Regions from separate parts of the Mus musculus genome. Here all the other regions are linked to region 1. A link is a contact called in public HiCAR-type, HiChIP or PLAC-seq and promoter capture Hi-C data. All regions are on one chromosome and are shown on one strand. The core of a region is the stretch at or near the end of the contact, and the rest is flanking DNA. Distances in the headings are between cores, read along the strand shown.

What was found. Promoter capture Hi-C pulls out the DNA fragments that hold promoters and counts their contacts. HiCAR-type assays count read pairs that join an accessible place to other places. HiChIP or PLAC-seq counts read pairs in DNA pulled down with a chosen protein or histone mark. Capture Hi-C pulls out chosen DNA fragments and counts their contacts.
Region 2: a promoter capture Hi-C map of adipose tissue shows a contact between it and region 1, with 4 times the contacts expected there. The contact joins the promoter of Trim37 here to the promoter of Appbp2 in region 1. A contact is called at or near these places in 2 of 39 promoter capture datasets (liver and pre-B cells), 1 of 115 datasets of contacts at active chromatin or transcription factors (large pre-B cells) and 3 of 9 other capture datasets (adipose tissue, liver and pancreatic islet).
Region 3: a contact with region 1 is called in a promoter capture Hi-C map of pre-B cells, with 5 times the contacts expected there. The contact joins the promoter of Prr11 here to the promoter of Appbp2 in region 1. A contact is called at or near these places in 6 of 39 promoter capture datasets (the C10 cell line, embryonic stem cells, hippocampal neurons and 2 more), 1 of 115 datasets of contacts at active chromatin or transcription factors (large pre-B cells) and 3 of 9 other capture datasets (adipose tissue, liver and pancreatic islet).
Region 4: a contact with region 1 is called in a HiCAR-type map of astrocytes, with 4 times the contacts expected there. The contact joins the promoter of Gdpd1 here to the promoter of Appbp2 in region 1. A contact is called at or near these places in 1 of 39 promoter capture datasets (liver) and 1 of 115 datasets of contacts at active chromatin or transcription factors (astrocytes).
Region 5: a promoter capture Hi-C map of hippocampal neurons shows a contact between it and region 1, with 4 times the contacts expected there. The contact joins the promoter of Heatr6 here to the promoter of Appbp2 in region 1. A contact is called at or near these places in 1 of 39 promoter capture datasets (hippocampal neurons) and 1 of 9 other capture datasets (pancreatic islet).
Region 6: a contact with region 1 is called in an H3K27ac HiChIP or PLAC-seq map of microglia, with 6 times the contacts expected there. The contact joins the promoter of Tada2a here to the promoter of Appbp2 in region 1. A contact is called at or near these places in 2 of 39 promoter capture datasets (the C10 cell line and hippocampal neurons) and 2 of 115 datasets of contacts at active chromatin or transcription factors (embryonic forebrain and microglia).
Region 7: a contact with region 1 is called in an H3K27ac HiChIP or PLAC-seq map of cardiomyocytes, with 6 times the contacts expected there. The contact joins the promoter of Ints2 here to the promoter of Appbp2 in region 1. A contact is called at or near these places in 5 of 39 promoter capture datasets (embryonic stem cells, hippocampal neurons, liver and 1 more) and 3 of 115 datasets of contacts at active chromatin or transcription factors (cardiomyocytes, embryonic stem cells and pancreatic cancer cells).

The regions. Positions count from the first base shown.
Region 1 is chr11:85,233,522-85,236,626 of GRCm38.p6, forward strand. It overlaps Appbp2 (amyloid beta precursor protein (cytoplasmic tail) binding protein 2), which reads right to left and starts at 1,599. Exons shown (of 13, transcript NM_025825.3): 1 at 1,151-1,599. The coding sequence starts at 1,288. Appbp2os (amyloid beta precursor protein (cytoplasmic tail) binding protein 2, opposite strand) reads left to right here and starts at 1,645. Exons shown (of 4, transcript NR_028329.1): 1 at 1,645-1,811.
Region 2 is chr11:87,125,429-87,128,533 of GRCm38.p6, forward strand. It overlaps Trim37 (tripartite motif-containing 37), which reads left to right and starts at 1,647. Exons shown (of 24, transcript NM_197987.2): 1 at 1,647-2,066. The coding sequence starts at 2,046.
Region 3 is chr11:87,107,142-87,110,246 of GRCm38.p6, forward strand. Prr11 (proline rich 11) reads right to left here and starts at 1,573. Exons shown (of 10, transcript NM_175563.5): 1 at 1,500-1,573. Ska2 (spindle and kinetochore associated complex subunit 2) reads left to right here and starts at 2,120. Exons shown (of 4, transcript NM_025377.3): 1 at 2,120-2,163. The coding sequence starts at 2,131.
Region 4 is chr11:87,072,734-87,075,838 of GRCm38.p6, forward strand. Gdpd1 (glycerophosphodiester phosphodiesterase domain containing 1) reads right to left here and starts at 1,404. Exons shown (of 10, transcript NM_025638.2): 1 at 1,103-1,404. The coding sequence starts at 1,244.
Region 5 is chr11:83,752,030-83,755,134 of GRCm38.p6, forward strand. Heatr6 (HEAT repeat containing 6) reads left to right here and starts at 1,608. Exons shown (of 20, transcript NM_145432.3): 1 at 1,608-1,912. The coding sequence starts at 1,694. Wfdc21 (WAP four-disulfide core domain 21) reads left to right here. Exons shown (of 3, transcript NM_183249.2): 3 at 465-617.
Region 6 is chr11:84,128,146-84,131,250 of GRCm38.p6, forward strand. Tada2a (transcriptional adaptor 2A) reads right to left here and starts at 1,423. Exons shown (of 16, transcript NM_172562.3): 1 at 1,392-1,423. It also overlaps a transcript of Acaca not described here.
Region 7 is chr11:86,255,948-86,259,052 of GRCm38.p6, forward strand. It overlaps Ints2 (integrator complex subunit 2), which reads right to left and starts at 1,647. Exons shown (of 25, transcript NM_027421.3): 1 at 1,257-1,647; 2 at 76-382. The coding sequence starts at 371. All of the region lies in intron 2 of Brip1os (BRCA1 interacting protein C-terminal helicase 1, opposite strand), which reads left to right.

The sequences.
Region 1 (3,105 bases), core at 349-2,848:
TTTATAGACTGCAGTATGTCAGTTGCTAATTCTGAAAGAATGTTCTCAAGCTGGAAAAAGCAGACAATCTCTCTAATAAAACAAACGCCCTAAAACACCGAACAAAGATAAGAATATACAAATCTGCTAAATATCAAATTACACTGCTGGGAGACAACTAACTAATCAAGTAATACTAAAGATCTAAAAATAAAAGCTCTACTGGTCATATTTTGCAAAAGTGGCTACTGGAAACTGAAATTCTCGCTGACTCAAAGCAAGGATCCCTGAATAAGGCCAGTGTTCACACTCAAACGTGGGGGAGAGGAAAAGGGAGGCTCCGAGTCCATAAAGTTCTCCTCCCTCTCAGAACACTGCAAAAATTGTCCACGTCTATGAACACTTACCCTTGAAACTCCTTGGAGAGCAACTTGGGACTTTCTGTGCAGATTTTTGAGAGGGAGCGACGCAAGAATGCTGCAAAATCGCACTTTTCATACACATTGGTATAATTCAGATTTCTACTTCTTGCTTTCAGGGAATTTCACTGCGTCCTTTCTAAAGATCCAGTCTATTACTAATCTATTAGTAAAATTCCCAATTTAACCCAAAGTGTAAACCGAAAAACCAAAACAAACCTAGAAACCACACAAAAAAGCTTTCAAGGATATGCAAATGAAGCCCACAGACCATTTTCATTAAGCCCTAACTAAATCATTTCGGATTGAAAGAAAGGAAAGGGACGAAACTCGGATTAGAGAAGGGAGGGGAAAAAAAAAAGAAAAAGAAAGAAAGCAGTTACTCGGGTAAAGAGGATCGACGAGATGACAAAGTAGGGAGAATTAGGGGTGGAGCGGAACAAAAAAGTCCAGCTGATACAAACACTAGAGAAGACAGAAAATACCCCAGCGACTAGAGGACCGGGTGGGACTCGGCTGGGTCAGGCATTCCCGCAGGCCTACCCTGGGGCCCCTAAGGGGATGGCGGATAGCTCTCACACAAGAACCCCCCCGGGCCGCACAGACCGGGAGGCAGACGCGGGGGTGGCGGCGTATCGGAAAGCGGCCACCGCAGCCGACGCTACCTCGAGAGCTACAGGCCGGGCCGTGGACGTGGAAGGGGGTGCGGCCCAGGAGCAGCGGCGGGGTCCGATAGAACAGATCGCCTGTACCTTGTAGTAAACGTCGAACTGGATATTCTCCGGCAAGGAGCGGATGTCGCGGCGCGAGCGGATGTAGTTGTCCACGACAGCGGAGATGGCGGTGTTGTAGAGCGTCTCCGGGATCCACTCGAGCTCCACGGCCGCCATCTTCCCTCGCTCCTCCTCCGCCTCCTCCCGCAGGCCTCCGCCTCCCTCCGTAGCGAACCCGTGTGAGGCTCCGGAGGCTTCCGAGGGGCGGCGACCACGCGGGCGAGCGGGCGTGCGCGCGCCTCTCGGACCCGGCTGCCGGGCCTCTGCGTGCGCGCGCGGCCTGAGGGCAGATGGTGCTGGCGGTAGCGGCGGTAGCGGCGGCCACGGAAGATCCGGACGAACGCAGACCACGACCGTACCGAGAGCCTCACATTCCCAACAGGAGAGCGAGCCCAGTTCCGTCCAGGCTCTCAGCTCTGCATGGGCGGGGCTGCGTGTGTGCGTCATGACGTCAACGCGCGACGCGCCGACGCGCCCGGGAAGGAATGCGGCAGGCGGAAAACTTGCGGAGAAAGAGCGCGGAGCGTCTGAGGGGCGCTGGGTGCTTGTTCCTAAAGGACGAGACACCGGGGAAGCTGGGCGGTAGTTGGAGTGGTGTTTTATCCAGCGTGCTGTGGCTCTCCAACACAGTCTCGTTTCAGTGAGTTTTTCGACGACAGCCCTCTTCAACTTTAAGAATTGATCTTTTAGATCAACGAACTTTAGGACTGATCTTTTTTTCACAAAAGTGCACAGCACGGACGGGGCATGGTGGTGCACTTGGAATGGATCGCTTGGGAGGCAGAGGCAGGGGTATCTCCTGAGGTCAAGGTCTATGGAGTGAGACCCTGTCTCAAACAAAGAAAATCTATATTGAGGGATGTGGTGGCCCATCACTTTTATCCCAGCACTGCAGAGACAGAGGCAGGTGGATTTCTGTGAGCTCCAGGCCAGCCTGGTCTACAGTGTGAGTTCCAGGCCTGTCCCTCTTGCTCTGGCCCTGTTGTCTCCTGCTCTACTCGCTCAGCCCTAGCTCATAGATTCTTTTTCATTGGGGATGGTTGTGAGCCACCATGTAGTTGCTGGGATTTGAACTCATGACCTCCGGAAGAGCAGTCGGTGCTCTTAATCAACTGAGCCATCTCACCAGCCCCTATCCAATTTTATTTTATTTTAAATTTTGGTTTTTCGAGACAGGGTTTCTCTGTATAGCCCTGGCTGTCTTGGAACTCACTTTGTAGACCAGGCTGGCCTCGAACTCAGAAATCTGCCTACCTCTGCCTCCCGAGTGCTGGGACAATTTTCTTTTTTCTTTTTTTTTAAAAGAAGAAAAATTTGTTTAACATGCCCTGGCTCTCCTAGAACTTTATCTGTAGACCAGGCTAGCCTCAAGTCACAGAGATCTTGCTGCCTCTGCCTCGCTAGTGCTGGGATCAAAGGTAGTTGCCAGCATTTTTTTACTGAGCAATCATTCAAGCCCCGTTTCCCCATTTTTGCATTGAAAAAAAAAAGAATCTATTAAATGTTTTGGCTTGCCTACCAAATTCTTCTAGTAGTCTGAGAATGCATGTCAAACAAATGGAGAAATGCACTTTAAATCCAGTGAAACTGATTAACCATACACACATTTAAACTTCTTCAGTCCTGTGATTTCTTAGGCTATAATTGACAAACCTGGGAAAGCTGTAGTCAGCCTCAAAATAGGGTTGACAGATTTATCAAGTTTAAAAAAAAAACATAGAAACCTCTAAAACACCCTTTGATTGATTGATTGATGATTGATTTTGAGTCAGGGTCCTACTTATGGGCATGGCTGGCCTGGAACAATAACTTGTTAGCTTTGGATTTAAACTTGCACTGATTCTCTATCTCCCAAGACAGGGGGTGGGGGTGGAGGCTGGTGGGTAGCAGTGAACTCAAATTTCTGTTGTTTGGTTGTTTTTGTTTTGGGGAAC
Region 2 (3,105 bases), core at 397-2,896, 1.9 Mb after region 1:
TGCCATAATATTTCCCACAAACTTTTGATTGTTTTTTTAGTCTGGCGACTTAGCCCAGGCTGGCTTTGAACTCACTAAGTAGACCAGGCTATTCTGGAGATGGTTTCTGCCTGGTCATGAAAGGCTATGATTAAAAGCTAAAGACATGTACCACCACACCCGGCCTCCACAAATTTTTAGGTATAGATTAAATTTTAAAGTGTAAATAGAATGTGGTGGCATACCTATGTATATCCTAGCACTGAAGAGGCTAAGGAGGGAGTTGAAGGCTGGCATATGCTTTATAGCAAGTTCTAGGTCAGTGCAGGTGACATGGGAACATCAGCAAAAAGGTACAATTCAGGACACGTTAGTAAAATTATTCTGCAACTATCAGCCTGCATCTAGTTCAAAGACCATAAGTGGTTTGAAATGAAAGCCTTTTTTGCTTTTGGTTTTTCAATACACGGTGTCATTGTGTATCCCTGATTGTCCTGGAACTCCACCTGCCTCTGTCCCCCAAATGCTGGGACTAAACGAGTGCTCCACCATGCCCAGCTTGTGAAAGCATATTCTATCTCTACTTAATTAAATTATGTGTGTGTAGATTATTTTGGGTTATATTAATATATGTGCATGTGAGTGTGGGTGTTTTAGGTGGGCAGAATGGAGTTGGAGTATAGGCTGGAGACCAAAGGCAGGGTTAGAGAGTGGTCCTCCCCCGGAGTAGCAAGTATTCTTAACCTCTGGGCCATCCGTCCTACCTCCATAAATCTTGTTTATAGTTCATATAATTTTTAAAAAATGTTGCTAGTAACGAAAAGATTCTTTCTAGATTATCAATTCTCTGGATTGGGTTCATAAATAACTTTGTAATAAGCTTAAGAGAAGAATTAAGATTTAAGTATTTGACCAACGCCTTTTGTCTCACATACCCTCAATTTCTGCACCCTAACTGGTCTCTTCTGGAAGGAATTTAGAAGCGATTCCCTAGACTCTTTGTTAGTCCCCATAGCAAAAACAACTCAAGCTGCAAGAAAGCCTTAGTCGGTGGGATGTGGATCCAATTGTCTCACCAAAATGAGAAGACGTGGTACCTCTCCCCTGCAATCCTTACTTCCAGGAAGCTTGGAGACTTCACTATACGTCCAGTCTATCATGAACTAAAGAAACCTTGTCTCAAAATAACAGGTCAAGAGAAATCGCCGGTCCATTACAATTGGAGCTTTCAAATGCATTTACTATGGAGGGGGACTAAGTTTTTTTTTTTTTTTTTTTTTTTTTAAAGCTTAAAGTCTGCGTTTCCTCCCAGAGGCGGAAAGCAAACACTAACCAAGCAAGAGTTCCCGGCTCCAGGGTCTCCTTAGGTGACCCACAAACAATGGGAACGCAAATAAGACTCTCCGTCCCTTCCTAATACTCGGGAGCGTGGCTTCTTCCAATTAGGACGCACCAAGGAGCCTACATCACTGGCGGTAAAATCTGCGAGGCGAAGGGCACCGCGCCGACGCCCGACACGCCTCCCCGCGGCACCGCCTCTCCAAGTCTCGTGTGCTGCGCGCACCGCGGGAACCGGGCGCCCGCCTCTCCTCCCGCCCCGCTCCGCCCCGCCCCTCCCCTCCCCTCCCGCAACGCCGAGTGCGCGTGCGCATCGCGTCCGCCCCGTTGCCGCGCCTCTAGCTGCCCTGGTTACCGTTGGTGTTTGCGAATTCTCTGTGGCGCCTGTTCCGCCCCGGACGGGCCCCGCGGCGGTTTTCACACGCGCGCGCCGGCGTCACGTGGGCCAGGGCTCCCACGCGGACGCAGGCCAGCTGCTGAGGCGGGAGGAAGGCGTTGCGGCTACCGCTAGCCCTTCCCTCTCCGCCCCAGGGCTGGCGCGCGGATAAAAAAAAATGGCGAAATGCGGGGTAGCCGGTGGGGAACCCGACGGGATGGGGCGCGGAGGTGGCACTGTTGTGGGAGCCTGCTGAGGTGAGCGCAGCTGACCTGGCGACCTCGGGCCGGCGCCTGACAGCGCAGACACGGACTCCGAGGGTCGCCGAGGGCCCCGCCGAGAGCCGGAGGCAATGGATGAGCAGAGTGTGGAGGTGAGGGGCATCACGGAGGGTGGCGGCTGGGCTCCTTTTCTATCCGGGGCCCCATGCGCTCGCCCTCCCTGTGGGAGGCAGCCTCTGCGAGTCGCGGAGAGGGAGGCTGGCCCGGCGGTAGTGCTTCCAGCCCTCAGCATGCCCGGTGCTGAATCTGTTCCGCAGTCAGGTGCTGCGGAGCTCCAGCGATGCCTTGGCACCTGCTCTCGTCGCTGTTTGCAGGCTGAGCCTTTCTAGAGCAAAATTGCAAATTCATCGGAAGGACTTGCCCTGCTTTCTCGCCACGACTTGCTCTGCATGATTAAACATTTTTTTCACCCTCAGCGGTTCATTTTGTAGGACACACACACCTCTCTCACACTCGACTGACTTAAAGACTAGTAGTTTCCAGCATTGATTCTTGTAAGATGATTTCATGATTGGGGTATTTCCATAAAGGCTAGAATCATCAAAACGATTGCTTGGGGGCTGGGGGGCGTGAACCGTTCAGAGACTAAAGTACTACATGATTTTTGCTTTTTAAAAATAAGGGATAACTTACTGAGCATTGCTCTTGAGATTAACCCAGTTCACCCCCATGGTTTTATTGTCTTCCCAAAGCCAGTTAAGAGTCCGCATCTCTCAGGACCTGGTCTTGCAGTTATGACCATCAGTAATTTTCTACTTAATTGCTCTTGTGAAAGTTGTGTGAAGGTTTTGTAAACTTTTCTTGGTTTTAGGAGGGTTTAATTTTTCTGGAATGGAGTAAAAATAGACGTGGGTAAACTTCCCTGTTTTCAATTTTTTTTTAGTTATTAACTTAATGTCAATAGGGACACTCGCATTTATAGTGGCTGCAGATTTTCAGGCTCACATAATTAGTTGATTACATCAGGACAGAAATTCAGATTCTGAATTAGTTTGCCTCTAATCACGATATCTTTACAAATGTTTGTTTATTTAGTGTGTGCATGGGTGTGCATTGATGTGCCGGCGTGGAGGTCAGGACAACTTGGAGTTGCTTCTCCTTTTACCATGTGGGATTCCTGGGATAGAAGTC
Region 3 (3,105 bases), core at 323-2,822, 1.9 Mb after region 1:
AGCACCTACTATGATAGGCAGATGTCATAGTGGGAGGGACCATTTGTTAAATGCCCCCTCAAGTGGGGTACAACCTACTTTTCCTCAGCTAATGTTCAATGTCCTCAAAGGTTTCAATCCCTGACAAGGAAGATTTTAGTCCTAGTGTTATACAAAATTAAGCTGAGGCTTAGACTAGCTATCTGCCTAATATAATACAATGAAGTATAATGAAGACCTATAAGTCTCCAGAGACCATGACTTTTTCTAATAGACTATGGGGCTATAGTAACTTTAACAGGCTTTATACAATTACCCAAAATGAAAGGTTTGTTTTAAGACAGGTACTTTGAAGCCAGGCAGTGATGGTACACGCCTTTAATCCCAGCACTTGGGAGGCAGAGGGAGGCGGATTTCTGAGTTCATGGGCAGCCTGGTCTACAGAGGGAGTTCCAGGACAATTGGGGCTATACAGAGAAACCCTGTCTCGAAAAACCAAAACCAACCAGCCAACCAACCAACCAAACAAACAAAAAAGACAGGTATTTTGAAACACTTAATAGTACTTAAAATATTTCTGTTTTATATTTAAATATACATCCTTATCTGAAAAAATAAAATTTAAAAAAGTCTGGGTTAGTTGTTGATACACAAGCTCCTGTCTCAGAACAATATAATTAGTCTTCTTCATGAGTTGACACTGCTGGTTCTTTAAGAACTCCATCAGTTATATGGAAAGGTCTTTGGCCAGGGGCACTTCTAAAACTGTAGCAGCAGCATAAGTGACAGATTTACTTCATCATCACTATTCTAAAACACATGTTTTACATCCCCCTCTAGTCAATTTAATTTCCATCATCAGTTTAGTTGGTTTGCCTTGAATGCTGAAGCATGATCTCTGCCATTGTCCTATAGTCAATTTTGTTTTAAGTCGTGAAGCATTGCTATCCCCAACCCCACCCGGTTCTTCCCTGTGTCTTTCTCAGAGTGACCACAGGTCCTTAGTCTTACCCAGCACACTACTAGACACACAGTAAAAGGGGTATACTTTTAAAGTAGATGTCAGAAGTCATTTTGCATCATGGAACACTGTAAAATTACCTGACATAAAATACTTCTCCATAAACGTAAATGCGCTGAAGAATGGCTGGGGAGAGCATCTGGTTAAATAAACATTGTGATAGGAAATTTGGGTAGATTCCTATAATTTGCATTTTTCGCTAGCGCCCAGAGAAGCCAATTACCGCCAGTCGGTGGGCCCCCTTTGAGAAGCAAAAAGTTACGACAAAGACTGAGCAAAAAGGCAATCACTTCAAACTATATATTGCAGTGTTAAATAAAAAATGTGTCTCAGATGTTGCCAGCGGAGCTCTTCTCCTGCCCGAAACCTTTCCTTTTCTGCTCCATCTCCCTTCCCTGTCCAGCTCAAGACCCCACCTCCATAAGAACCCAGTCATCAACAGTTCGAGTAACGGAAGACGGGACCAGGTAACAAAGAGAAAAAACGTCGTTGCACTTACTAGTCTAAGAGCCTGGGGATTAGACGAAGTTCGGGCCTAAGCCTCTTCCACACCATAAAGAAAATTTCAAAATTAAATCTTTGCCGACGAGCGACCAATCGTAGACGTGGTCTCTACAGGGTTCGTTGTCTTGAAAGGATCAAAGCACAGCTTGGACTACGATTGGCCAAAAGAGCATCACATCCTGGCCAATCGGAACTGAGGCGCTTCTTGTATGAATAAGGAAAGGCGGGCGAGAAGGGGCGGGGAAGCCGGAGAGAAAAGGAGGTGTGTCACGTCGCCTAGGCCCGCAGTGGAAGCTTTTATGTCATTGGCTGCTGCTGCTTCCGAGTACACCAATCGCAAACTCTTTTCCAAGTATGAACTTGAAAGTAGGGACCATAAGGCAGCCAATGGAAAAATTCATATATTCAGCAGCCAATCCCCCTGCGGCGTTTTGTGTCTTTGTCCAACAGGAAAGTGCGTTTTATAACGAGGGGCGTTACCCAGGCGCCAATGGGCGGGCGCCGATGGAACGTACTAGCCAATGAGCGCAAGACGTTGAGTGACAGCTGTCCAATGGAGGGCCTCAGTGCTAGCACGGCTTACAGCTTAAGCGCCTCAGCGGTCTGAGGAATGTCAACTATTCAATATGGAGGCGGAGGTCGATAAGCTGGAACTGATGGTGAGTGGAGAGTGAAGGAAACCTACTGGGTAATTAATGTGCTCCACCGATGGCCTAGAAGGTGAAGCGCATTTTAGAGTCTCCTGAAACTGGGTTGTGGAAGCTGGAACCTGAATTGAGTTCCTTCTTTCTGCACCTACGGGAGCTACCGCCGCCTTGGTCTCTTAACCGCCGCGGGGGAAGGGGTTACATCCGGGGAACTCGTGAGGGAAATGGCGGGAGATGTTGAGGGTGTGGGGCCTTTGTAATTCCCTGGTCCTGGTTTTCTCCTTCATCGGCTCCAGGAGCCGCGCCCGGCACAGATACCGCCTCACGAATTTCTACCTTCCTTGCCCAAGCGTGACTGGAACGGTCTTTAATAGCTCGGAGGAGGAGAGAGGTCGTTTACGTCTCCCGAAAAGGGGGATGGAGGATGAGGTGGGGCAGAAGTCTAGGGGCGCGGAGAAATTCAAGTCCACCATGCACCTACTCGCAGGCGAGCTGGGACAGTCTGAAAGAAGATGCTAGACTTGCACGAGAAACTTGCCCGCGGTTCCGCAGACTGGGCTCTTTGCGGCTTGGGAGAGGAGCCGCCGCGGGGACCGAGCCTGGAGCTCCTTCCCGGGGCGCGAGCGGCGTTGCCCCAGGCCCGGCTTTCTGCTTCCTAGATGCTCAATTCCTTTCCTCTGTGCAAGGAGAACCCTGGACGAAGGCCCTCAGCGGCTGCGGGCAAGGCTGGAGTGCACTGAGCGTCCAGCCGAGTGGCCTTGTCATTCTCCATCAGTGTTCTCTTTATTCCCGCCCTCCCATCCTTCCACTGCCCGCTAGATCGCCGCGCCTTTTTTCTTAGTTTTCTTGTTCTGTCTTCAGACTTCTTTTTGCATGATCACTTTTCTTCCAGATTGATCATCGGACCACCAGCCCCCTTTTAAAAAAATACCAAGATTAATATTAAAAAGTAAA
Region 4 (3,105 bases), core at 154-2,653, 1.8 Mb after region 1:
AATTTATACCTTAAGATTGAAATGTCCTGGGCTGGTGAGATGGCTCAGTGGGTAAGAGCACCCGACTGCTCTTCCGAAGGTCCAGAGTTCAAATCCCAGCAACCACATGGTGGCTCACAACCATCTGTAAAGAGATCTGATTCCCTCTTCTGGAGTGTCTGAAGACAGCTACAGTGTACTTACATATAATAAATAAATAAATCTTTAAAAAAAAAATTAAAACTATTACTTATAAAAAAAAAAAAATTGAAATGTCCTGAAGCCACATTATTGAACAGCAGTGAAGAAGCAAAGATGTGGCCTGTTATAGTAAATTAGAAGGCGGAGCGGACTCGCTTCAACCCTTATATACTTGATATTGTATAAAAGCAATATACTTTTGCAAGAGAAACATCTTTAAAAAAATACTGACTGATCATAAGCTAAATATTTTAGTCTTTTAGAAGCCCACCAACCATTGCTGGGGTAATGTTCAAAAATCAAAGTAAAACAACAACCCAGGTGCTAGGTTTTGGAATCCTTAGAACCAGAACTCTCCAAGTTGCTTGTGCCACTTCAGTCCACACTCTGTGACCTTGGAAAATGTCCCTGGTTTGGAGACATTTCTCTCCAGAGCTCAATTACAAACGCGTGGAGCGTGGCATCGCAGACTCCTCAGCTCTCGCTCCAGGTACTCGCAGATCCTCAGCTCTGCCGGAGCCCAAGCTCTTCCCCACGGACTCAGCCACCAGCCTATTCCAAGCAGTCTGTCCGTTCCTACTTCCCCCTGCGGGTGTCTCCTGGATCTGCACCGGCTTTGTGCCAGGCTGCCAAGAAGGGACCTCCCGATCATCCCTCCATCGGCCGAGGAACGCCCCACTTCTGTCTCTCATCCTGCGCTTCTCCTCCTCACAGAAGCCCTGTCACCCTAGCTCCCCAGAGACGCCCACCAGGACTGGGACACGAGACCCCTTTCCTTCCCTCCCCTCCGGACCACTCATCTGAGGAAGCCCTCCAGTTCCAGGAGCCCATTCTTCGTCAGCCTCTCCAGAATCCCCATCCTCTACCTCCTGCTAGGAAGCCTCCCCCATCCCCGCCATCGGGTTCTGGGGACCCCTCTCACCTCCGCGGTGAGAGATGTGCCTACTGAGGAATCGCTGTTTCTTTCTCTGGTGCAGCAACGCTGGGTATTTAAGCAACAAGAACGAGGTGACCAAATATCCCCCCAGAGTAGAGAGAAGGCAAAAAGCCGCGGTGGACGACATCCTCGGTCACCGCCTTCTGGGCCTGAGACCCCGACTGTGCTGTGATGGTAGCAACGGCCGCAGCGCCGGCAGCTGCTCGAGGTCTGCTCGCCCTCAGCCGGTGCCCTCGGCGTAGCGCACTTGTTCGTGCGGACTCAGCACGCAGGCGCAGCCCGACCCCAGCGCCCGAGCAACAAAGGGGCTCAGATACGCAGGCGCGCTACGGCGCGGAGCGTTGGGCGTCTGGCAGCTGTGGTCCCACGCGCAGGTGCTTCGAAGAAGACCCCGAGGCAAGAGGTTGGAAACTTGCCAGTGGTTTTATTTGTTTGGATTTGTTTGGGCAGTCCCTAAGCCGAAAACGCTCTCAAGCCAGGATAGCCTTCGGGGAAAATCTGACGTAACTGGGAAATGTGCATCAAAGGAGGATTCCAGGCCAGGTCCTAGTCCTTTCTGTGGGAAAAGCGAAGAATTGTTACTGATACCTCGAACTCGTAGCCTAGTTGGTTAGATCGTACGGGATTCAAGCCCCAGTACAAAATAAACATGAATAAAGAAACTGACCACTAAGTCCTTTCCTATAAAGACTGGCAACTAACTTTTCCATTTTTCTTTTTCATCTCCTACCTTACAAACTAGAAATACAGTAGGAACCACGTTTTATGGGGGCAGGGTCTTGGTTTTGTGAGATAGGATCTACTTAGCCCAGTCCGGGCTTGAATTCACTATATACCAGAGGATAGAGTCTTCGACTTCAGGTTCTTCTACCTCAGCCTCCAGAGTGTTGGGATGGTAGGCAAGCCCAGCTGTGGATCGTATTTTATGCAAAGTAATTAGCCACAAAGGCTGTGGCTGTGGCTCAGTTGTAAAGCACTTTCCAAGCACATTCAAGGTTTGGATTTGTTTATTGAGACAGGGTGTCTCACTGTGTTGACTGTGTGCTGGCCTCTTGATTCACAGAGACCAGTTTGCCTCTGCCTTCTAAGTATTGGGATTCTTTTCTTTCCCTTTTCTCCTCTCTCCCTTCCTCTCTCCGTTCTCTCTCCCTCCCTTCCTGTCTCCTCCCCCCCGGCCCCCCCCCCCCTTAGAGACTGGGTCTCACTATGTACCGAGGCTGATCTGGAACTCGCTATGACAATAGGGCTAGAGATCCACTTGCGTCTGCCTTCCCTTAAGGCCAGGGGTTTGAGTCCCAGGACAATTGCAACAACAGGCAGACTCACAGTATTGAGCTCCGGCTGGCTTCAAACTCCTAAGGGTGAAGCAGTCTTTTGGTTTCATCCAGCTCATTAGCTGGAACTGCAGGCAAGGGTTGCTGCACCCGATCCTATCTCGTTTATTTATTTTTTATGCATTTACTTATTTCCTGTGTAGTGTATGTGTGTGCACGTGTAAAGGCAGAGGACAACCTAAGGAGACCTAAGGTGGCAGCTCCTTTTCCCACTAAGCCATCTTGCTGGGTCAAGTGGCAGCTTTTGGAAAGGTGGTAAACACTCTATTTCACAAACATTGGGACTAAAATATCTAATCCTGTCAGGACACTATTTTAAATGTATCTGGGAAAATAGGATCAATTACAATACACTACATTGGGTCTCAACTTATTTTGCACTTATCTAATTGATAGCATAATCACAATTGGTGATTGTCATATGCTGGGGAAAGTTACTATAGATTGGTGAGATTTAGCAAATTATTTCATAGAATAGGTATTTAATTAAAGAACATTTAAGTCAGGCCTGAGGGTACAGGTCTGTAATCCCAGCAACTCTGGAGGTTGAGGCAGTAGGATTGTAAAATCTAGGTCTGCCTGGGTTACAGAATGAATTCAAGCTAGTTACTGTTTTCAAATATTAAGAACAAACAAGAGTGGGGATGTAACTCA
Region 5 (3,105 bases), core at 358-2,857, 1.5 Mb before region 1:
TGAGGTGCTAAGTGCCAGAGACTGCAGTTTCTGGCCTCAGGAACATAGAAGGCAGGTCAGCTACAGTAGCACAGTAACTTGGACTTACATAAGTGAACTTTTAATTATTATACTACAACCCTAAATATCTCACAAGACAAAAGTCGTACCCTCCGCCAGTGATCTTCCCCCCTCTGCTACCTCAAGGAGAACCAACAAGAAAGAAGACCCCACCGGGGCTGGCCCCCAGCACCAAAGTGTTCATGTTCAGAGTATTTATCTATCCAGCCCACCTGTAGTGCTTTCTGGCTTTCTGATGGTGCTATGGATTTCCAGCATCAAGATCTAATGTTTCTCATTGCACTCTGGGCAGTAGCCAGGTACCCAAAACAGCAGGTCTCGTGTATAATTTTTATATCTATTTCTCCAACAAAGAATTTTCTCAAAGGCCATCTTCCCTGATTACTGTTCATTTCTTCCTATAGCTTCTACCTGGAAAAAAAAATGTGTCTGTTTGGAGCTCTGTGACCAAGAAAACAGTTGAAAATGGAGGCCATGTATGGAGATTACAAGCAGCACAGTGGAGTGGGACAAGGAGTTGTTTCTTTTAATAAATCATTAATGTAAAAGTCTCAACACTTCTTGAGTTATTTTCTTGGAGGTTGTTATGGTTTGAATATGACACGTCTCCCTGGTCCATAGTTGATTGTACTGTTTGGGAAGAAGGGGCCATGCTGGAGGAGATAGGTCAACGGGGTATTTTGTCCTGGGCTTGACATGTTTCTTGTTGTTTCCTGGTTGCTTTAGGTGAGAAGCCTCAACCAAATACCCCTGCTGTCACGATCATTCTCCTTTACTACAAAGCAGCAGATTCAGTCAAGCATAGCCTTAAACCACCTAAAATAGTGCACCAAAAAATTAATAATAATAATAATAATAATAATAATAAATCCTCCTTCCTTTAAACTGTTCCTCTCAGTTATCTAATCCTAATCGTGAAAAAGCTACTAATGTCAATACGTTAAGTTTTTGTCTTAGTCAGGGTTTCTATTCCTGCACAAACATCATGACCAAGAAGCAAGTCAGGGAGGAAAGGATTTATTCAGGTTACAATTTCCACATTGCTGTTGATCGCCAAAGGATGTCAGGACAGGAACTCAAGCAGGTCAGGAAGCAGGAGCTGATGCAGAGGACATGGAGGGATGTTACTTACTGGCTTGCTTCTTCTGGCTTGCTCAGCCTGCTCTCTTATAGAACCAAGACTACCAGCCCAGAGATGGTCCCACCCACAAGGGGCCCTTCTCCCTTGATCACTAATTGAGAAAATGCTCCACAGCTGGATCTCATGGAGGCACTTACTTCCCCAACTGAAGCTCCTTTCTCTGTGATAACTCCAGCTTGTGTCCTATCAGAACATCAAGAGTAGAAGGAAGCCATATAGCTCACTTTTCTGTCACTGCCATGTAGAAGAGTGCTCTCCAACTCCAGCCAGAATCTGAAACTCTAGCAACGTCAGCCCTGCCCAAGAGCAAACTTTCTGAGAGGGTAAGGGGTGGTGGGTGGCCTTATTTCTGCTGCCTTTTACCTATCCTAATCACAGAACGACTTGCAACCTACAGTTCAAATGATGGCTTTCCGGAACTGGAGCACACACCCAGGCCCTGCCCCAAGCGGTGCCCCGGAAGTATTTCCCAGGCTTTCTCACGGAGGAAAAATGGCGGCGGTGCAGGTCGCCGCCTCTCTTCCTTGTGGGCAGCCGCGAGAGGCCCCGCGGGAACTGTCGCCGGAGCAGGACGATGGGTTCCGCCGCTTGTCTGCCAGGCTCCGCGCGCTGCAGCCGGATGACAGCACCGTGTCCCGCATGGAGATTCACCTGCTCTTCGACCAGCTCATCTCCGAGAACTACAGCGAGGGCGGCGGCGTGGCCCCCGAGGTAGGCGGCGCGCCTCATCCTGCCCGGACAACGGCTGGTTCCTCCCTCCGGCCCCTCCGGCTCTCACCCACGTCCCGGATGACTTAGTTCCAGGCTGGCTTTCTCCCTCGGTCCGTGCCATATCTCTCTGCCCTCCATCTGAAAGCTTGCAAGCCAGCATCTTTTCAAAGGCTTCTGCTCTGACGCCCTCAGCTGCCATCCCTGGTGAGCGACTCCGGGAATGTCGGAGCGAGGGTAGTCTTAGTTGATTTCGCTGATGTACGCACTGAAGCTCACAAGAGATCCAGCGTCACGGTTTGGGCAAATGGCAGAGCTAGATTGGAACCTAAATTTGTCGTAAGGCCTGTATTTTCTGTTTTGTTTCGGCACTAGCTCTCGTTTGCTTCCACTTCTCCTGTCAGGATCATCTCATTCATACACATCCGCTCTTGTATATCACTGATTCCCAGAACCCCTGAGCCAGTCCTACCTGCGAGCATCTCAAACTTGATAGCTCGTATAGATGAATACATTGTCTCCCATACTCCTAATCCCCTATTCATTCTACCCTACCCCACCCCAAATACACACAAGGCATGCACACTGCTTCTTTTCTTTACCCTGGAGCCTGTTGGATTAAAATTCTTCAGTCTGTCTCAAACATGTTTCTCAGTTCACACTCTTCTCTCCCTAGTCTCTCACTGATCTTCCTCTATTCTAGCCCCATTCCAGACTATTCTTTGCCAGAGTCTGCTATTGGAAAAACAAAAACAAAAAACAAACAAAACGCATACAAGTGTACGCATAATCAGAGATTTTCTATGTATATTGGCAAATGGCAGAAGCAAGCGGCCAAACAGTAAGAGAAAAATATGGGGCTTAAGGATGTAAAGGGGAAAAGAATCCCGAGCAGCTCACCACGGATAAGGGAGCAGAGTGGAACTAAGTGAAATTAAGGGAGCTTTTTATTTATATACTTGGCTATTTTGCACAACAACAACAACAAAATGTGTGCCTTTCCATTCTTCTCTCCTTGTTCTCCTCTTGGGTTCAGTCACTTGGCACTTGGTGCCTCGGGTTCAGGCACCTGAGGACATTGCGCATCTCTGAGAGTTCCCCCACTCCATCCCCTCCCCTTGTTCTTTGATTACTTGTCTGTCTGGCAAAGTTCTATTTGTTCTTCAGATCTTCTTTGTTATCTTTCTGTCTCCCTC
Region 6 (3,105 bases), core at 173-2,672, 1.1 Mb before region 1:
ACTGTAGCTGCCTTCAGACACTCCAGAAGAGGGCGCTTGCTACGGATGGTCGTGAGCCACCACGTGGTTGCTGGGAATTGAACTCAGGACCTTCTGAAGAGCAGTCAGTGGTCTTAACCTCTGAGCCATCTCTCCAGCCCCCCCCCCTTTTGTTTTTAAAGATTTATTTATTTTATTTATATGAGTACATTGTAGCTGTCCTTAGACCCACCAGAAGGCATCAGATCCCATTACAGATGGCTGTGAGCCACCGTGTGGTTGCTGGGATTTGAACTCGGAACCTCTGGAAGCGCAGCCAGTGCTCTTAACCGCTGAGCCATCTCTCCAACCAAAATAGGTTTTTCACGTTGACATTTTTAGCTTGGGGACTGACATACAAAGTATATGCAATGCTTAGATAAGAAGGCTGAGGGTCAAACTTTAGGCTATTTTGGGTAGGGGTGAGTTTTTACTCTATTTCCAAGAAAAATGATCTTTGAAGAACGTTGTGGCTCAGTAGTTCAGTTGTAGGGTGTTTTAGCAAGGATGCTTTATATTCACACTCCAGCATCCATTGAGCAAACAAACCCAGTACTCCAGAGGTACAGACAGTACGATCAGTTCATGGAAACTCTTGGCTACATTAAGTTCAAGGTTAGCCCAAGATACATGAGGCTGACTAAAAAAAAAAATTAATTAAAAAAAAAATTAACAAAGGCATATGTCAGGTACTAAATGTAATCTTAGTACGGGGACTATATCTTGGAATCCTAACAATCTCCTGACATAGGCTGTTTTCCCCAAGAAAATGAAGCGCTAAAGATTGGGGTATTTGCACAATGTTTTTACAGCCTGGTGAACAGCAGGGCTCTATCAAGACCTTTACAGTGGCAAAGATTCTACAGTACGTTCTGACAAACACTTCACATTGCAAAGCACAATGCTGCAGAAAGCAAAATCCTCCTTCCTCTCCTTCCTTAGAAGACCACGCAGTGACACTAACATCCTTGAGAGATGGGCTACATTTAAATTAATTACAAGAGGGATCAGGGAAGGCATGGAGGGGCAGGATCCCATGAGCACAGGGGAGCCGCGGGCTTGGCAGTTGTGCAGTTAACATCCTTAGAGCTGCACGGTCTTGGGCAGGTCACTGTAGCCGGGCCTCGACCGCAAAACAGTGCTAAACACTGGGGCGCGGAGACCCACGTGGGGGTTCGGCGGGTCAGGTGGGCCGGGGCCGTGCTCCACCGCCCAGCCGGGAATACGGAGCTGCGGCACCGCCAGCCGCCGGGGGGAGGGGCTCGGGACTCGCCCGGCCGCGCCAACCTCCCCCGCCGCGTGGCCCCGCCGCGCCAGCCGGCACCTCGTGACCCCGCGTGCCCTCGCTCCCGCCGCTCGGCCCCGCGCCTCACCTCGCCACGTCCCGCACCTCGGCGCCGAAGAGCCCGCCGCTGCGCGCGCTGTGCAGACTCTGCGTGCGCGCCGCGGCCTGCGTGCGCGGCCTCGACTCACGTGCGCGGTCCCGTGCCGCGAGCACGCCGAGGCGGTCCCGCCTCCTCCAGTCTGGCAGCGGGCGGGTCCCGGTGGCGCCGCCCCGGGATGGGGAGCGTGGTACCTGGCTGCTAGTCGGTGGGCTCTGAAGTCTGACCTGCTGTCACTTTCTCCGTCGCCACAAGCGGCCCGGTGGCATGTGCTAAGGCGGCTTCCGCTGTTTCAGTCTAGATTTTTTTCTTAACAGTCCCATTCCAATTCTTTTGCAAGCAAAGAAACTGAGGCTGCCCAGGCTCTGGACTGGAGGATGACGAGCCCCGGGCGCATCATGCCACTCATGGATTACCCGGACTGAATGACTTGAGGGGTGAAGAGGGTCCTTTTTATTCTGATGCTTCTGGGACGTCGAAATTGCCTTCTCTGGAAAGACCCATCCCCTGCCTGGGCTTCAGAGGCCCACATGGAAACGCAGTGATGATGTGGTGGTCCACTCTGATGTCACTCTTGAGGGCTAGGTATGTCCCAACATCTCTTATTACTAATAGTATAGATTCTTATAAGAGCTTCCATTTGTGGAGTCCTTCAATACTGCATGCCAGGCATTGTACAAAGCGGGTTACACATAAGGGTTCGTCTAAAACAACTTTCTGAGGGAGGCACTGTTACTGTCCTCATGGTCCAGCATTGAAATATATAACTTAGGATCACAGTGCTACCAAGTGTTGGGGAAGAGCTCTATTCCAACCCATGGCTTGATCTTAACTATTATGCTGTATATCTATTTAAAAATCTGTTTCATAGATTTGCCCAATTTCTGTTGGAATTCATTTATACGATATCTGCCCGTGTGGCATCTTGATTTGTTTTTTGGTACACAGGTAATATAAGTCTATTGTTAAAATAAAAATAAAATCTGCAGCTGGGTGCAATTAGTGGCTCACATCTGTGATCTCAACACTTGGAGAGTGCAGGACAATTGCTTTGAGATTGAGATCAATCTGGGCTACAGAGTAAGAGATCTGTCTCAAAAAAAAAAAGAGTAGTAAAGAAAAAACATTAAAAATTCACATGTGAAAGTCATCCCCACCACGTTAAATAAACAGTTGATGCTATAGAGTACTTCACATTTACTGACTCTCCAAATCCATTCATTTCACAAAAGCACAACGAACAGCCACTTCCCTGGGTGCTGAGAATTTGGTAGTGAGCGAAGTATATGCTCTTGCACATAAGGTTTGTGTATTTTATATATAAGCAATAAAATATAAGTATGTTGCATATTAATATATAAGTAACAAATATTTTTAAATGCCTCATAATGTGGTTTTATGGGAAATAAATCAGGATCCAGATATAACAGTGATAGATTTTCTTTTAGTCAGGATAGGGAAGAAAGGCTTCCTAGCAGACATAACACACAAGAGGAAATCCAATTATTGAATGAGAAACAGAAGCTTCCAGATTTCTAGAGAGAACCATAGATGAGACTCAGCAGGTACGGTGGCCCTGGTGCGTGGCTTTGATAGGCATGGAGAAGAAGAAGCAAGAAGGTCAGAGTGGCTGGAGCAGATCCAAGTAAAGAGATTTGATGGAAAACAGCCTGGACCCAGGTCCCACATCACTTGGTAAACTTTG
Region 7 (3,105 bases), core at 397-2,896, 1.0 Mb after region 1:
ACCTGAGCATCATTACAACCCCCTCCTCTGGAATATCAAGTAACTCCCAAGTCCTAACACACAAGTGAACTTTACCTAAGCTGCTGTTCTTTGCTGGCATCTTGTTCTAGAGCGTGGAAGTCCACAGACAACAGTGCAACAATGGAGTTGACAGCTTCCACTCCAGACAGGAGGCGAAGTATAAGTTTCTTATCCTGTGCCCAACTTTGGCTCTGGTCAGCAGGAGCACAAAGTGCCATCCTCACCAGGCAGGGCAAGAGGAGTCTTAATTCCGGATCACTTAAGGACGCCAGGCGGACAACATCCACCTTCTGCATAGCTTCAAAAGCAAAAGGGCTGACAAACTGCAGGCCTGTACCCTCGGGCGTCATCGCTCTCGATCCTAAGGAGTCCAAAACAACAAAATGAAAATCGGTATCTACTTCCCACATATATGACAACCTTCTTTAAAATCTAACAAAGTATACTAAATACTTAGTAGGTCCTTGCATTGGCAATGTTGTTGGCACAATTAAAGCTCAGGTTTCTGTCTCTATGTTTCTACTGACATCTGGAAGATAAGAAGGAAAACTGCAGATTAATGTTTCTTCTCAATTTAGAGATCATTTGCTCTAATACTTTGTGTCCCAGTGAACCCTCCTACCCTGAACACAGCCAAGACTTCCCTCATTATGCCCATTACATGAGTTCCATGAAATATGGAGAGAAAATGAACGGCTGCAGCCAGATCTCTTTCATTTTACAAGCCTACCAGATAAATATAAATATCAGTTGGGCTTCTCTTTCTACCTCCCAACTACATGGAAACACTGGTAAATCATCTCACGGGCCAAAAGTAATGTCAGAGGCATGGTTCTGAAAGCCACAACGCTATTCCGTACCCCTATTGTTATAGAGGTAGATGTGTATGTACAGTCAGCTGAAGGAGTTAAAGAGAGTCTCACTTGGGCACTGTGGTTTTGAGTAAATTTTCAAAAGGTAGCAGAAAAGAGAGGTGACATGGAACAGTTAACAGAGACCACTCAGTCTTAAGACCTACTCCCTAGCAGAGCTGTGGACAAAGAATCGTAGGCAGAAATGCTGCTGTTTCAATAGTAAGCGCTGGTCTTTTAACAGTAGAGTAAGCTCAAGGCAGAGGTGACAGGACTCAGGGGTCTCTGCCAGGCAGCAATGAGAATCGAGTGACCCGGGCTGCGAAGAGTCAGGCGGACTTCAGACAAAGCGGCACTTGGGCCCGAGAAGCCGACGCTTCATACCTTAAGATCAACCCTCCAGCCTCAAGGGACCCACTCGGATTCCGCCTCCGAGAGCCAGACGAGGCAGAAATGGAGAGCGCGGTCCGAAGTTGGGCCTAGGTGATTATCCAGATCCCCAAACCCCGGCAATGCCCGGAGTCGACTCAGGCACCAAGAACTCTGACGCTGGCACCAACAGTGCCGTCGACAGAGCGAGAATCAGAATGGGGACACTGCAAAAAAAAAAAAAAAAGTAAAAAGGAAAGGGAAAAAAAAGGGAGAAGCAACCAGGAGAGAGGGGAAAGCAGAGACTTAGTTCAACCTGCACCCTGCACCTCCATTCATCCCAAGCTTCTGGCACGCGCCGGCCACCGTACAGCACTGAGAAGACGTCGGCGGCGATAAGAAAAGCCAGCTTAGGGCCGCTCTGCGCATGCGCAGGCCCGCCCCTTCCTCCGTCACCGCCCTCCCCGCTTCCGAAAGCGTGGAGTGTTACACTTTCTTGTTTTCCAGAGCTTTTCTCTTGGAACCTTGTCAGATGAGTTCCTAAACGGTCAGAGCGAAATCCCGACCCCCGAACCAATTATCGCGACATTTAAATAACAATAATGTATTAAATGGCAAAAGTTGTCCGCTCTGTTCCTCCACAGAAATTTGCCTAATGGAACCCGATTGCAGCCTCCTTTAAACCCCTGCCGGTGCGGTCTAGAAAGTTCTAGAATCCCAAGACCTGTGTGTAGGGGAATTTTAAAAGTAATGAAGCCGGGCAGTGGTGGCGCACGCCTTTAATCCCAGCACTTGGGAGGCAGAGGCAGGCGGATCTCTGAGTTCGAGGCCAGCTTGGTCTACAGAGTGAGTTCCAGGACAGCCAGGGCTACACAGAGAAACCATGTGTCGAAAAAAAAAAAAAAAAGTAATTAATCATAAGTCTATACACTAAGGCCAAAGTGTAATAACTTTTCATTATTTAGTTTTATGGTGTGTACCCAAATTATAAGCGCATGCTACCACTTCCGGCTTGCATTCGAGGTTGGTTTTGTTTTTCAGACAAGGTATATGTGGTCCTTGTTGGCCTGGAGTTCATTATGTAGACAAGGATGACTGGTACTTGACACAACCCCTCTGTCTGCCCAGGGCTCATACTAGAGGCTCTATGTTTGGTAGCTTTCTCGGGTCTCGAGGTTACAAAAATCCTATTCAAGAGTGAATTTTAGGAACGAATTCAGTGGAACCTTCTCAATATTATATGTGGCACTTGTGAAAGAAAATCAAAACTAAAGTCTCACCATCTTAAAAATTGCAAGTCTATTTATCTCATAATAAATGTTCTGGAGACAGCGCCACACTATGTAGTCCAGGCTGCTCTGAACTTCTGCTTCAGCCTTTCAAATTGTGGAATTATAGGATTGTGCCATCTTCACCAGCTTACGTTTTTTGTTGTGGTTGTTGTTCCTGGTTCACCCAAGGTTTGCATGACCTTGCGCGCGCGCGCGCGCGTTTGTGTGTGTGTGTGTGTGTGTGTGTGTGTGTGTGTGTGTGTGTGTGTGTGACATTTGTGCATGTGTTTACTTGTGAGAAAAAAGAATAACTCATGGAAGCTCATTTTCTCCTTCCACCATGTATGTCCTGGGACTTGAATTCATGTCATCTGGCTCAGCGACCAACACCTGGCATGCTGTGCCATCTGTCAAGCCTCTGAACTATTTTATTAAAATGCAGCTTTTGGGCTGGAGAGATGGCTCAGCGGTTAAGAGCACTGACTGCTCTTCCGAAGGTCCTGAGTTTAAATCCCAGCAACCACATGGTGGCTCACAACCATCCATAATGAGATCTGATGCCCTCTTCTAGGTGTCTGAAGACAGCTACAATG